Linked DNA regions of Zea mays: region 2 is linked to region 1. A link is a contact called in public Hi-C data. All regions are on one chromosome and are shown on one strand. Each heading gives the region's core, a stretch centred on a gene start, on an enhancer-like site or on the middle of the called end of the contact. The rest is flanking DNA. Distances are from core to core; before and after follow the strand shown. Region 1 holds the start of LOC103636270. Region 2 holds the start of LOC100274391.

Region 1 (5,844 bases), core at 931-3,430:
CCAGAGCAGTCTGCCGGAAGACCGCGCGGATGCAAGGATGACGGCGACAGGGCCATGGCCACGAAACCCCTCCTGCATCCACTGCTTGGCTTGACCGCCGTCGGCGTCCATGGAGGCAGCGTCGCGCTTGGAGCCAGATCCGCACGCGGGGATGTGTGGATCCGGTGGGCTAGGGGCCAGACCTGGCCATCCCTCAGTTCATGGTCACGGAGTTGGGCGCTCCGGTGGTGGCGCGGGCTCCGTGGTTCTATTGCCGGCCACACCAGCGTGGGAGCTCTACCGCGTGGTGGAGCTGCCTCTGTTCGGAGGGCGTGGTGCAGTGTGAAAGGCCACGGCCGGTGACCCAGATCGGGGCGGTTGGTGGCTGCAGCAGGCTTGCCTTGGGACGCACAGTCAGATCCGGCAGTCTGGTGGCCGGATTTGCCGTCCCTAAGGTCGGAGTCGATTTGTGGAGAGCCGGCGGGCGAGCTCCCCATGGTGGTGTGGCGGTGAGGAGCGGAGGAAGGTGCAGCGAGTTGTGGCCTGCTCGTGCGGACGATGCAGGCCAGTTCCGCGGTGACGCCGGCCAGGGGGCAGGATGGCGTGGTGGTGGTGGTGGTAGGGTGCTCGGCGATAGCTGGCTTCAGTGGTCGTGTGTGTTAGTGCCATCGATGCCTGTTGGCTTCGGCTCTGGCACGCACCAGTGTGACGCACGTGGCAAAGAGTTGTCCGGTTCTATGTGCCCAGCCGGAGGGGGTGGCGGCCGACGCAGCTTTGTGGCTGCTGCGGCAGCCGGCGCGTTGATGCCCCTCTAGAGGGGTTCGTGCGGGATGTCAGGACGGTGGTGACGGTGGTTCTTGGCCTGACGTTGGTGCTGGGTGGGCTTTTTGGCGAAAGCCTTCACGGGTGTCGCTTCCCTGTTGGGGGTGTCGCATTCATGTAATCATGTCTTCCTTGGGCGAAAGCCAGGTCCATCGCGGACATGTGACGGTGTCGTCCCCGACATCGCTCCCTTCCTGAAGGTGTCGCATTAAAGTTTGTCTTGGCCACGGCTTCGCCTTCGGTGGTTGCTTTCGCTTATCGGGGTCTGGTATGCGGGTGAAGGTGGGACTTTGCAACGTGAAGTCGAAGCTATTACATCAGGGGATGTGGCTCGGGAATAATGACAGATGTCGAGACCCCCTTCTTCGACTAGATTGTTTCGGAGATTTTGGCATTTGCCGAGGGCAGGACAGAGGTTCAAGCTTGTTGGTGAAGAATCGGAGCTGCCTCGTGTGGGGTATGTTGAGGCTTGGCAACGACGGCGCACCGCGATCTTCCCCCTTCTGTGCCGGTGTTTGAATGTAGGTGTAGTCGTTTTCTTTGGCCATGTGTGGCCCGTCTTACGGAGTAGGAGCTGCTTGTCCCTTGGGTCGAGCTCGGCAACGATGCCTCTAGATGAGTTGTGTGGGTTAGGCTTTCATTGTCTGGCCTGTTTGTGCATTTTGTATAGGTTTCGGGTCCGGTTATCCTTAAAACTAGCTCCTGTTCCTGCGTTACGTTAAAAAAAATCCCAATATCTCTTGCTACATATAGTGCTACGGATGGTCCCGTGATTTCCCCTTAAACCCACAGGTCACAAACGCAGATAAAATTACATCGCGCTCACTAAGTCTGTTCGCCACACGTGAAACGTTCGTTCAACGCCTGCGCTCTGCAAACCCTAATTCAGTTCCGAAAAAACAAGGAAACGAGACCATGGTGCAGTAAGAAAAACTTCGGCACAATATGTTGCGAGGGATGGGGATGGGTATATTAGTGGTACCCCAGTCATCGGCATCGTCGGCGTCGGACGCGGCGGGGCCGGTCAGCCGGTGCGGATCCATCAGGCGCAAACGGACATCGAACTCCTGACGCGGATGGGCGCGAGAGCCCGGGTCCGCTACTTCAAGGGCTCCGGCGGCGTCGGTGGGGGTGAGGGGGCTGAGGTTAGGCGGCCGCCGGCCACGGAATCAGGATGAGGAAGGCGGGTGCGCTGTGTCTGGAGGAGCAGATGCGGCGAGGCAAGGTCGGAAGAACAAAACAAAGCAAGAGATGATGAGAAGGAACTGGAGTTTGGAATCTGGCGGGTAGTATGACAGTTTTACCCCTGAATTTCTGGTCCTCCCGACCTATCTCGAGCTGGAAAATTTGAGAAACCAAACAACTGTTTCGATGCATACATCTCTTTCTACTAGGAAACACCAAATTTTACAAACCGTTTTTATTGTTGTTGACGTATTTTTTGGCGCCAAACACTCAACACGAACCAGCGGCGGTGCTCTCTGATCAGGCGCGGACGATCCGTGGCCAGGGGTCGGACGGTCCACGATCTAGCGCGAGGCTAGGGTTCTCTGCCTGACGGCCGAACGGTCCGCGCCCTAAGGCCGGATGGTCCGCGCGTGCGCAGGGGCGGTGAAAGATCGCCGGTGGCGCCTGGATCTTGCTCCCGGGAGGGACCCATCGGGGAGGAGAGATTCTAGGAGTTGTCTAGGCTCGGGCAGGCCGACCTAGACTCCTCTAATCGACGTAGAGTCGAAGAGAAGCGGAGAATTTGAGGATTGAGAGGCTAAACTAGAACTAGACTAGAACTACTCCTAATTGTACAGGAAATAAATGCGAAATAGAAGTGTTATTGATTCGATTGATAATTACAAATCGGCTGTATACCTCTCTATTTATAGAGGAGGGGGGCTGGACCCTTTACAAACTAATTTCCGAGCTAATTTCGTGAATCTAGCTAACAACCGTAGCATAAAACTCGAAACCCTAAACTGCTCTGCGCATGCGCGGACCGTCCGGCCCATAGGCACAGACTGTCCGAACCGCGGACCGTCCGGCCTCAGGGCCGGACCGTCCGCCAGCTTAATTAAGTGCTCAACATATGCCCCCTGCCTTTTGGTAGAGCTGAGTAAACCAAAAGCAACTAACTCGATGTGATTACATCGGTTCTCTTAGACATCTTGCCACATACTAGGATGGTACTGTTTGAGGAAACGCCCATTCAAAGCCTTGGGTAAATCCTTGCCTTGTAATGTTTGTAGTAAATAGGCGTTACCAGACATTACCTGTTTTACTTTATAAGGACTCTCCCAGCTTGGCAACCATTTCCCAAACTTCCGGTCTTTATTCCTTAGAGGCAGGATGGTCTTCCACACTAGGTCCCCTACTTGAAATGACTTCGCTTTGACCTTCTTGTTGTAGGCCCTGGCTACCATAATCTTGTCCTTTTCTATTGCTCCCAAAGCTATCACCCTCTTGTCGGTCACCTCATCAATATTATCCATCATTGAATTATAATAATCAATGACGGTTATATCATTTTGTCTGGCGAACCTGACAGCATTCAAACTTATTTCCACAGGCAACACTACTTCCTGCCCATAGACAAGCTTAAAAGGAGATACTTTAGTAGCACTATGTTTAGATATTCTGTGAGCCCATAAAGCTTCGGACAAAATCTTATGCCAATGCTTAGGATTATCGGATATCTTCTTCTTTATCAAGTTAATCAATGTCCTATTACTAGACTCGGCCTGCCCATTGGCCTGAGCATAATATGAAGATGAATTAAGCAACTTAATTCTATATAATTCAGCAAATTCACGTACCTCCTTTGACATAAAAGAAGTTCCTTGATATGTAGTCAAGGTCTAGGGAATGCTGAATCTATGTATAATTGTCGGTGTTTCGAAACCCGGGGGGTCCCTGGACCGACGAGTGAATCATCGCCGCGTGCCCCAGCTCAGATGGGTCGACGCGAGGCGGAACGCGAAGGGGGGAAAGGAAGCAGCCGGAGGGAGGCAGGCGTGAGAGAGTGGATCCCGCGGCCTTCGTGTTAGCCCCGCGCCTGAGTCGGGTGCGCTTGCAGTAGGGGGATACAAGCGTCCACGCGGGAGTGGGAGCGAGCGGCCTTGCGTGAGCGCCGTCCCGTCCTTCTCCACGCGGGCCAACTAACCCCCTGTAAGAGGACCCTGGTCCTCCCTTTTATAGGCGTAAGGAGAGGATCCAGGTGTACAATGGGGAGTGTAGCAGTGTGCTAACGTGTCTAGCGGTGGAGAGCTAGCGCCCTAAGTACATGCCATCGTGGCAGCCGGAGAGGTCTTGGCACCCAGTTCGCGTGGTGTCGTGGCTGTCAGAGGAGTGCTGGAGCCTGGCGGGAGGACAGTTGTTGGGGCTGTCGAGTCCTTGTTGACGTCCTCTTGCTTCTGTAAGGGGTCTGAGAGCCGCCGTCGTCACAGGGCATGCGGGGGTGCCATCATTACTCGCATGGTGGAGCGAGCTAGATGGGACGCCGGTCTGGTTCCCCGTAGCCCGAGTCAGCTCGGGGTAGGGTAATGATGGCGCTTCCTGTTGACGTGGTCGGTCCATGCCCTAGGCTGGGCGAGGTGGAGGCTCCTCCGAGGTCTAGGTCGAGGTCGAGCCCCTGGGTCGGGCGAGGCGGAGTTCGTCGTCTTCCGGGGCTGAGCCCATGTCCGAGCCCTGGGGTCGGACGAGGCGGAGTTTGCCGTCTTCCGGTGCTGAGCCCGAGTCCGAGCCCTGGGTCGGGCGGAGCGGAGTTCGCCGTCTTCCGGGTTGAGCCCGAGTCCGAGCCCTGGGTCGGGCGGAGCGGAGTTCGTCGTCTTCCGGGGCTAAGCCCGAGTCCGAGCCCTAGGTCGGGCGGAGCGGAGTTCGCCGTCTTCCGGGGCTGAGCCCTAGTCTGAGCCCTGGGTCGGGCGAGGCGGAGTTTCCTATGACGCCCGAGGCCGGCCTTGGCTGCTGTCAGCCTCACTCTGTCGGGTGGCTCAGCAGTCGGAGCGGCGCAGGCGGCGCTGTCCTCTTGTCAGACCGGTCAGTAGAGCGGCGAAGTGACTGCGGTCACTTCGGCTCTGTTGACTGGTGGGCGTGCGTCAGGATAAAGGTGTCAGGCCACCTTTGCATTAAATGCCCCTGCGATTTGGTCGGTCGGCGTGGCGATGTGGCCAAGGTTGCTTCTCGGTGAAGACTGGGCCTCGGGCGAGCTGACGGTGTGCCCGTTGCTGGAGGGGGGTCCTCGGGCGAGACGTAGGTTCTCCGGGGCCGGCTTCCCTTGCCCGAGGCTAGGCTCGGGCGAGGCACGATCGTGTCCCTTGAATGGACCGATCCTTTATTTAGTCGCACCCATCAGGCCTTTGCAGCTTTGTGCTGATGGGGGTTACCAGCTGGGATTTAGGGGTCTTGAGGGTACCCCTAATTATGGTCCCCGACAGTAGCCCCCGAGCCTCCAAGGGAGTACTAATACTCGCTTGGAGGCTTTTGTCGCACTTTTTTGCAAGGGGACCAGCCTTTTTCGGTTGCATTCTGTTCCGGTGGGTGCGCGCGAGCGCACCCGCCGGGTGTAGCCCCCGAGGCCTCGGAGGAGTAGTTTTACTCCTTCGAGGTCTTAGTGCGTTTCGCAACACTTCGGCTGGTCTAGTTGTTCCCTCATGCGAGCTGGCCGTAGCCCGAGTGCACGGTCGGGTCCCAAGTTCTCGGGCTGGTATGTTGACGCTGTCAACGGTTTGGCCGGAGCCGGGTTTGCGAGAGCAGCCCCCGAGCCTCTGCACAGGGCGAGAGGACGGTCAAGGACAGACTCGTCTTTTTTACATACGCCCCTACGTCGCCTTTCCGCAAGGAGGAGGGGGGAAAGCGCCATGTTGCCCTCGGAGGGCGCCGAACATGGTGTTTCCGGTGAGCTGCTGGCGGGTAATCCGAGCGGACGCCCGTGCCCCATTTGCTAGGGGTCGGCTAGAGGCCCGAAGGCGCGCTCCAAAAGTACCTGCGGGTGATCTGTCGGACCCGGTCCCCTTTGACGGGGTCCGAGGGCTCGATGCCTCCCTCTGATGGGAT
Region 2 (5,659 bases), core at 735-3,234, 740 kb before region 1:
GGTATCCACGCTGCCATGGAACACCACGTACTGCATGTCCGTCAGGGTGCACACCGTGTCGAACAGGAGCTTGGGCCGGTCCCTGCACCGGACCGTCACCACGGAGTAGTATTTCTGAAGCCAGTTCACGACCGAAACCACCGGACCGGGGTTGCTGCCGCTCGCCGCCGCCCTGCCATCGTCCTTGCCGCGCCTCTCGTAGTCCCGGTCCTCGAACATCATCTGGTGCAGCCTCCGCTCCGGGTGGGTGGCGCCCGTCGTCGCGACCGCGGTCTTGGCGTCCCGGCTCCTCCCTCTGAACACGTTGTAGAGCCGCCCCTTGATCCTGCCGACCCTCTCCGCGTCCGAGACCGCCAGCCCGGACTCCCTGTCGGTGACCTGCATCACGGCGGCGGCTCTCCCGTTGTGCGTCCACAGCTCCGCGCTCACCACGTTGCACTCCAGGCTCGTGAGCACCGCGCTCACCTCCGAGAGGAGGCCCGGCCTGTCGGTCCCCGTTAGCTCTATCAGGGTGTGGTCGGAGGACGGCTCCACCCCGACGGCTCTCCTCCGCGAGGGAAGGAAGCAGGAGTCAGGCCCGATAGACTGCATGCGCCAGGACGACATGGTTCACGGATTCATCAACAAACTGAACGATGGTGCGTGATGGCAAACAATATTTGGCTACCTTGTAAATGTAGTCTTTTATTCCTTGCAGCACAGATTCGTCCGTTATCTTGTGCCCACTTTGGTTCGTCACAGTGAAGACTGGCAGCAGAAACGTACCCAAACAGCTTAGAAATCGACGAAAAAGGAATTGAACGAAACCAATGGCTCTCCTACATACCGTCCATGAACCATCCCCCGTCTGAGGATATGTATGCCTTCTTGACTATGAGCTTGAGGTCGGTGAGGACCTGCACTACCTCCAACAGTATCCCATACTTGTTCGCGCTGTCCACCTGTATCGTTCGAGCAAAAACTATGCCAGCTTCAGCTTCAGCTTCAGCTTCAGGCGCGAACAAGGGGAAACACGCGTTTGACATTCGAGGGACTCACATGGATGACTGTAGCATTTGGACATGATGTGTTGTCGATGGTGACCCTGAACTCGAGAAAAGAAAAAACATGAATCAACATGTTGCCTGCCTAGTATATAACCATGAAAAAACTTGGGATTGCACACTGGCAAGACTGACAGAGACTTTGCAGACTGGTAAGACTGAAAGTGGTTGAGGAAGGAACTGTTTTTCTCTGAAACAAGGAAACTGGTGAAGAGTCGGTTAGCATATATACCTTGGAGGGTTCATGTTTTGGATGAATTTCTGGTACTCGTCGTCACTGTCCCAAGAAGAATAATCCGCCTCTCCATCCGCTAATGCTGCTTCACGAAAAGAAACAAACGCTTCACTCAAGAGTCAAGATTGAACCGAACCGCAGCTGCAGACCAGAAATGCAAGAGAGAAAGAAAGTGTGGCCGCGTCCACGCGGTGATTGCGGGCTTGCGGCTACTGGGCGAAAGCAGGTAGAATGGGCTCCCCGAATCAAACAACCGAATTTCACCAACTCATCAGAAAAGAAAAGAAAAGGTAAAACTGAAGCGGGGACCATTTCCTTCCCCGAAGCGAAACAGAACCAGAACGGCGCAAACAAGGCAAAGAGTAAAAGTAACCTCGCCGCCGCCGCCGCCATAGAAGGAAAGGGCCCCCCGCCGCACGGGACGGGAGCAGGCCGGCCTGAGCGACACCAATAAAGGAAGGGAAGGAGGGAGACGGGCGGTGGCATACATACCCATGCTTGCCTGGTGATGATGGCAGCGATCGATGATTGCGCTCGCTCGATCTTGCAAAGAACCGAAAGCGGAGGGAGCCGCTGCCGGAACGGAAGAAGCCTCCCCTTCCTTCTCTCTCCCTCTCCCAAAGGCCACACCGGATGACAGGAATGGCAACTCCCCCTTGGAGTTGGAAAGGCAGGATTCTGCTTTTTGCCCACTCGAACGGTGAAGTGAAATGGAGCGCACACGCGCCCCAACCCCAACTAACACGCCCCTCAAATCACAGCTGTACTGCAGCAATCTTTCAGTCTATCTATATGTTATTTAGCTCTTTATTGATATTATATGACCAATCGAACTTATCTTTCTCGTAAAATTTATAGATTCATGTGCTAAAACTAGCTGTGAAATTACATGTCTCTCCTCTTTATTTCAGCAGTGAGCCTGTTATTGTACATCTGTAGTCCTGTACTCTGCTAGTGCGCTCGCGAGCTTCGGCGGCCCACCTGTCAGCCGCCTTGCTGCTTTTGAGCTGTGACTGTGACGAGACGAGCGAGGTAAGAGAGCGCGTGGGCCGTGCAATGCCTGTACCGCACCACACACACAGCAGAGGACTAGCAGAGGTGAGCATCCGACGGCCCAGCAACTCCGTTCCCGATCTACGTTCTGGCTGAACAATTGAATCTACATGCCCTTATACAAACTATAAACCTTTGGTTAGGGGTGAAAGCGAAAAGATCAATAATCAGCCGTCGTTTTTAACGTTGAATAACTACATTAAGGGCTAATTTGGCAATAAATAGACAAAAAACCTAGGGAAATTATCCACCAAGAGGATTTTAAATGACACTTTAATTCCCTGGGAGGATTTTTCCCACTTTAATGTATTTTCCTGTCACTCACTGTTTGGCAAACAAGGGGCTAAAAACCTCTCTGGAGACAAAATTCTTCAAAAAATCATAAAAATCAAAGAAAAATAGGAAATATTTAGAAAAACAAAAACACAATGAAACATCACTAAAAATGTAAAAAAAACAGCACATGACATGATCATCTAATATTCAACAAATTATTATAGCATAATAACAGAGTACAAGTCCAGTCATTATGAACTTTGACACTAGAATAAATTATTAGTTTAACTTCTTTTTTACAAGCTTCATGTGGATTGTTGTTCCATTTTTCTTCTCCATGTCAGCTTCAAGTGTTGCTTCCACTTAGCACTCTGCAAATACCAAGTAGCACCAATTGACACACAGTTTAGTTTACACCATGTACCAACATTTTACAACTAGGAAGTGACAAAAGCGAAGAAACTTGCAGAAGTATGCTGCTAACATGTTCTTGGAAGCTATGTTTTGTTACATGCTTAACTAAGGACATGCCTGATTTTGTGCTTTAGCCACATTCTTCGAACATTGTGGTTCTTTGTTGACACTCACCTTCATAAAGTGCTTCTAAAGAGTAGAAAAGAGGAAATGGCTTCTTGCGAAACCTTGCAACCTTTGGGTGAGCCTATTAAATGCAACATGAAATGTAATTAGTTCTCAGCAACAAAAAAGATCATATTGAATAAGAAAAGACATAATGTTATAAAAAGAATTTGCTTACACTAATCAACCTTGCCCAAACCTCTGGTTCAGCTAATATCATACATAGGGAGTCATTCCAACCAGTCCAACTTTCTTTTCTTGAATCTCTTACTGCTTTATAACTTGATTTAAGTTCTTTGTCCTTCTCTTGTAATTGTTGTTTTGTGAAATGAGCCAAAGAGAACCTTTCATTAAACTTAGCAGTGATACACTTCCATCCCTCTGAATTCCATCCATTTTGACCCTTCAACTTTGGGTTATCTTTGTTGTCATGTAGTACATCGACTAAACCCTTCTCATATGTTGAGTTCCAGGACGCCCTTGCACCTTCCTTTGACATGGCTATATTTTCCAATAAATATTCAAAGGCATTAGTAAAATAAAAAGAACATACAACATTACACTATGTACAGTTGAATAAAGGCCAAAAAAGAGAAGAAACATCAAGTGTATTACTAGATACCTGCATTTGACATTTTAGATCACACAAAAAAGTGATGGAATAACTAACACAACATAGTTGTATAAGTAGATAAGACAGATAGTTGCATTACATCATTACATCAAGCTGCAAACATTGTAAAAAACATGGTAGAGAAACTAGACATAGCAAAAACTCCACATCTACAATGCCTTATTGTATTTGGACTCAAGCTAATCAACTATTGTAGGCAGCCCACATCTGCAGTGCAATCTGATCTCTTAGTGTACTTCCATCACTTGACTCTGTGTCATTAGGATAGATGTTGTCTACCTCAGGGACATCAACATATTGACTTGGAGACATATAATCTGGTTGGTTGTCCAGCCATCCTTCATCACCATTATGCCCTCTAATTATGTTGTGAAATGCAATGGCTGCAACAACGATCTTGATTTGGTTTGCTATGGGATGGAATGTCCCTACTTTTAGAATCGGGAACCTTTTCTTAAGAACACCAATGGCCCTCTCTATATGGTTGCGGAGAATTGCATGGCGATGATTGAACAACTCTTTGTAGTTTGCATAACCACTTTGTGATGAACGACGTCTCCTAAACTGACTAAGATGGTACCGAACTCCTCTGAGAGGTATGGGATTATAGCAGGGAGAATAACAAAGAACAGTTCGTCATCATCTTCTTCCTCCTCCAACAAAAACCGCCTAACATGCTCCTCCCAAGAACCCATTATCTAGAAACATAAAATTTAATCATGCACTTGTATAACTGAGCTACCTATCATATAACATAAAAAATAAAAATTTAATCATGCATCTAGCCATGATATAAGCAAGTAATATTGAAAGCAATAAGCAATAAGCCAATCAGGCGTGTGTGGTCGTTTGCTTTGATCGACCTCCTGCCATCACCTCATACTCCCACGACCCACCCAACAAAAACTGTATGCACCAATTAATCCAAAACAAACTGCTGCACTATCCTCTACCGCGGAAATCCAAAAAAATCAGTTTGCCATCTCGGGCACATGGTGCTAACCACTGGTTGGTCAAACTCCGCGATCCTCTACCGCGGAAACCAAAAAAAACTGCTGCACCATCTGATGGAGAGTCTGCTGATGAGCTCAAACCGCATGGCACTGGAAGCAAGTAATCCATTTTTCTTTTTTTCTTTTGGCAAGCTGATGACACTGGAGCAAAACAACAGATGAGCAGAGTAATGGCATACTAACCAGCTAGCAGGTTTCCTTGGACCCGGCCTGCGAGGGAGGAAGCATGCGACAGTTTTATCTCTGCACCCACCGAATAAGCATTTGATCTGGGGATTTGACAGCCGCTATGGTTGGGGACCGACCGAGGGAATCTGCAGATTTGGGAGCGTGTGGGGATTTGGGAGCGTGAGGGGATCCGCTACTTGGATTTGGGAGCGTGCGGGGGAGGTGTAGGAAGGGGAGAAGAGGGAGATCCGGTAGGGTTCACGTACCTGTGATTTGGTAGGGTTCGACATAGCTCGCGTTCGTCGTGCGTTCAAGAAATCATCAACAGCAACAGAGATAGGACGCCGCCACCATCCACGAGATGAGGAATAGACGAGACAATCGGAGCGATGGTTGTCCGACGTCCAGAGGCAGGGCGTCTTTCCACGCGGAAGCTGGGCTCGGGGTGGGCTGATGCCCCCACGGATCCGCCTTCCAAACAGGGCAAATTTTTTGCCGGTGGAATATTGTCACGTAGGCTGCTGGCACAGGGAAAAGGCTGGGTTCCCAGCGGGGAAATGGGCTGCCAAATCAGCCCTAACATGGATCATCAGATCCGCTCACTTTCCTTCCGTTGACAGATTAGACGCTAGGAATCGTAGAAGTCTGTCTCCCTTTC

Evidence for each region. Hi-C and Micro-C count contacts between places; a contact is called where the count stands out from the background.
Region 2: a contact with region 1 is called in a Hi-C map of endosperm, with 3 times the contacts expected there. The contact joins the promoter of LOC100274391 here to the promoter of LOC103636270 in region 1. A contact is called at or near these places in 2 of 25 Hi-C or Micro-C datasets (endosperm and leaf).

What each region holds. Positions count from the first base shown.
Region 1 is chr1:72,621,768-72,627,611 of Zm-B73-REFERENCE-NAM-5.0, reverse strand. It overlaps LOC103636270, which reads right to left and starts at 2,180. Exons shown (of 3, transcript XM_008658634.4): 1 at 1,784-2,180. The coding sequence starts at 1,844.
Region 2 is chr1:73,357,771-73,363,429 of Zm-B73-REFERENCE-NAM-5.0, reverse strand. LOC100274391 reads right to left here and starts at 1,984. Exons shown (of 8, transcript NM_001148751.1): 1 at 1,771-1,984; 2 at 1,276-1,360; 3 at 1,039-1,084; 4 at 827-941; 5 at 668-747; 6 at 1-585. The coding sequence starts at 1,774. LOC100278607 reads right to left here and starts at 5,395. Exons shown (of 5, transcript NM_001151829.1): 1 at 5,268-5,395; 2 at 5,017-5,147; 3 at 3,365-3,687; 4 at 3,196-3,268; 5 at 2,809-2,978. The coding sequence starts at 3,685. The coding sequence ends at 2,971.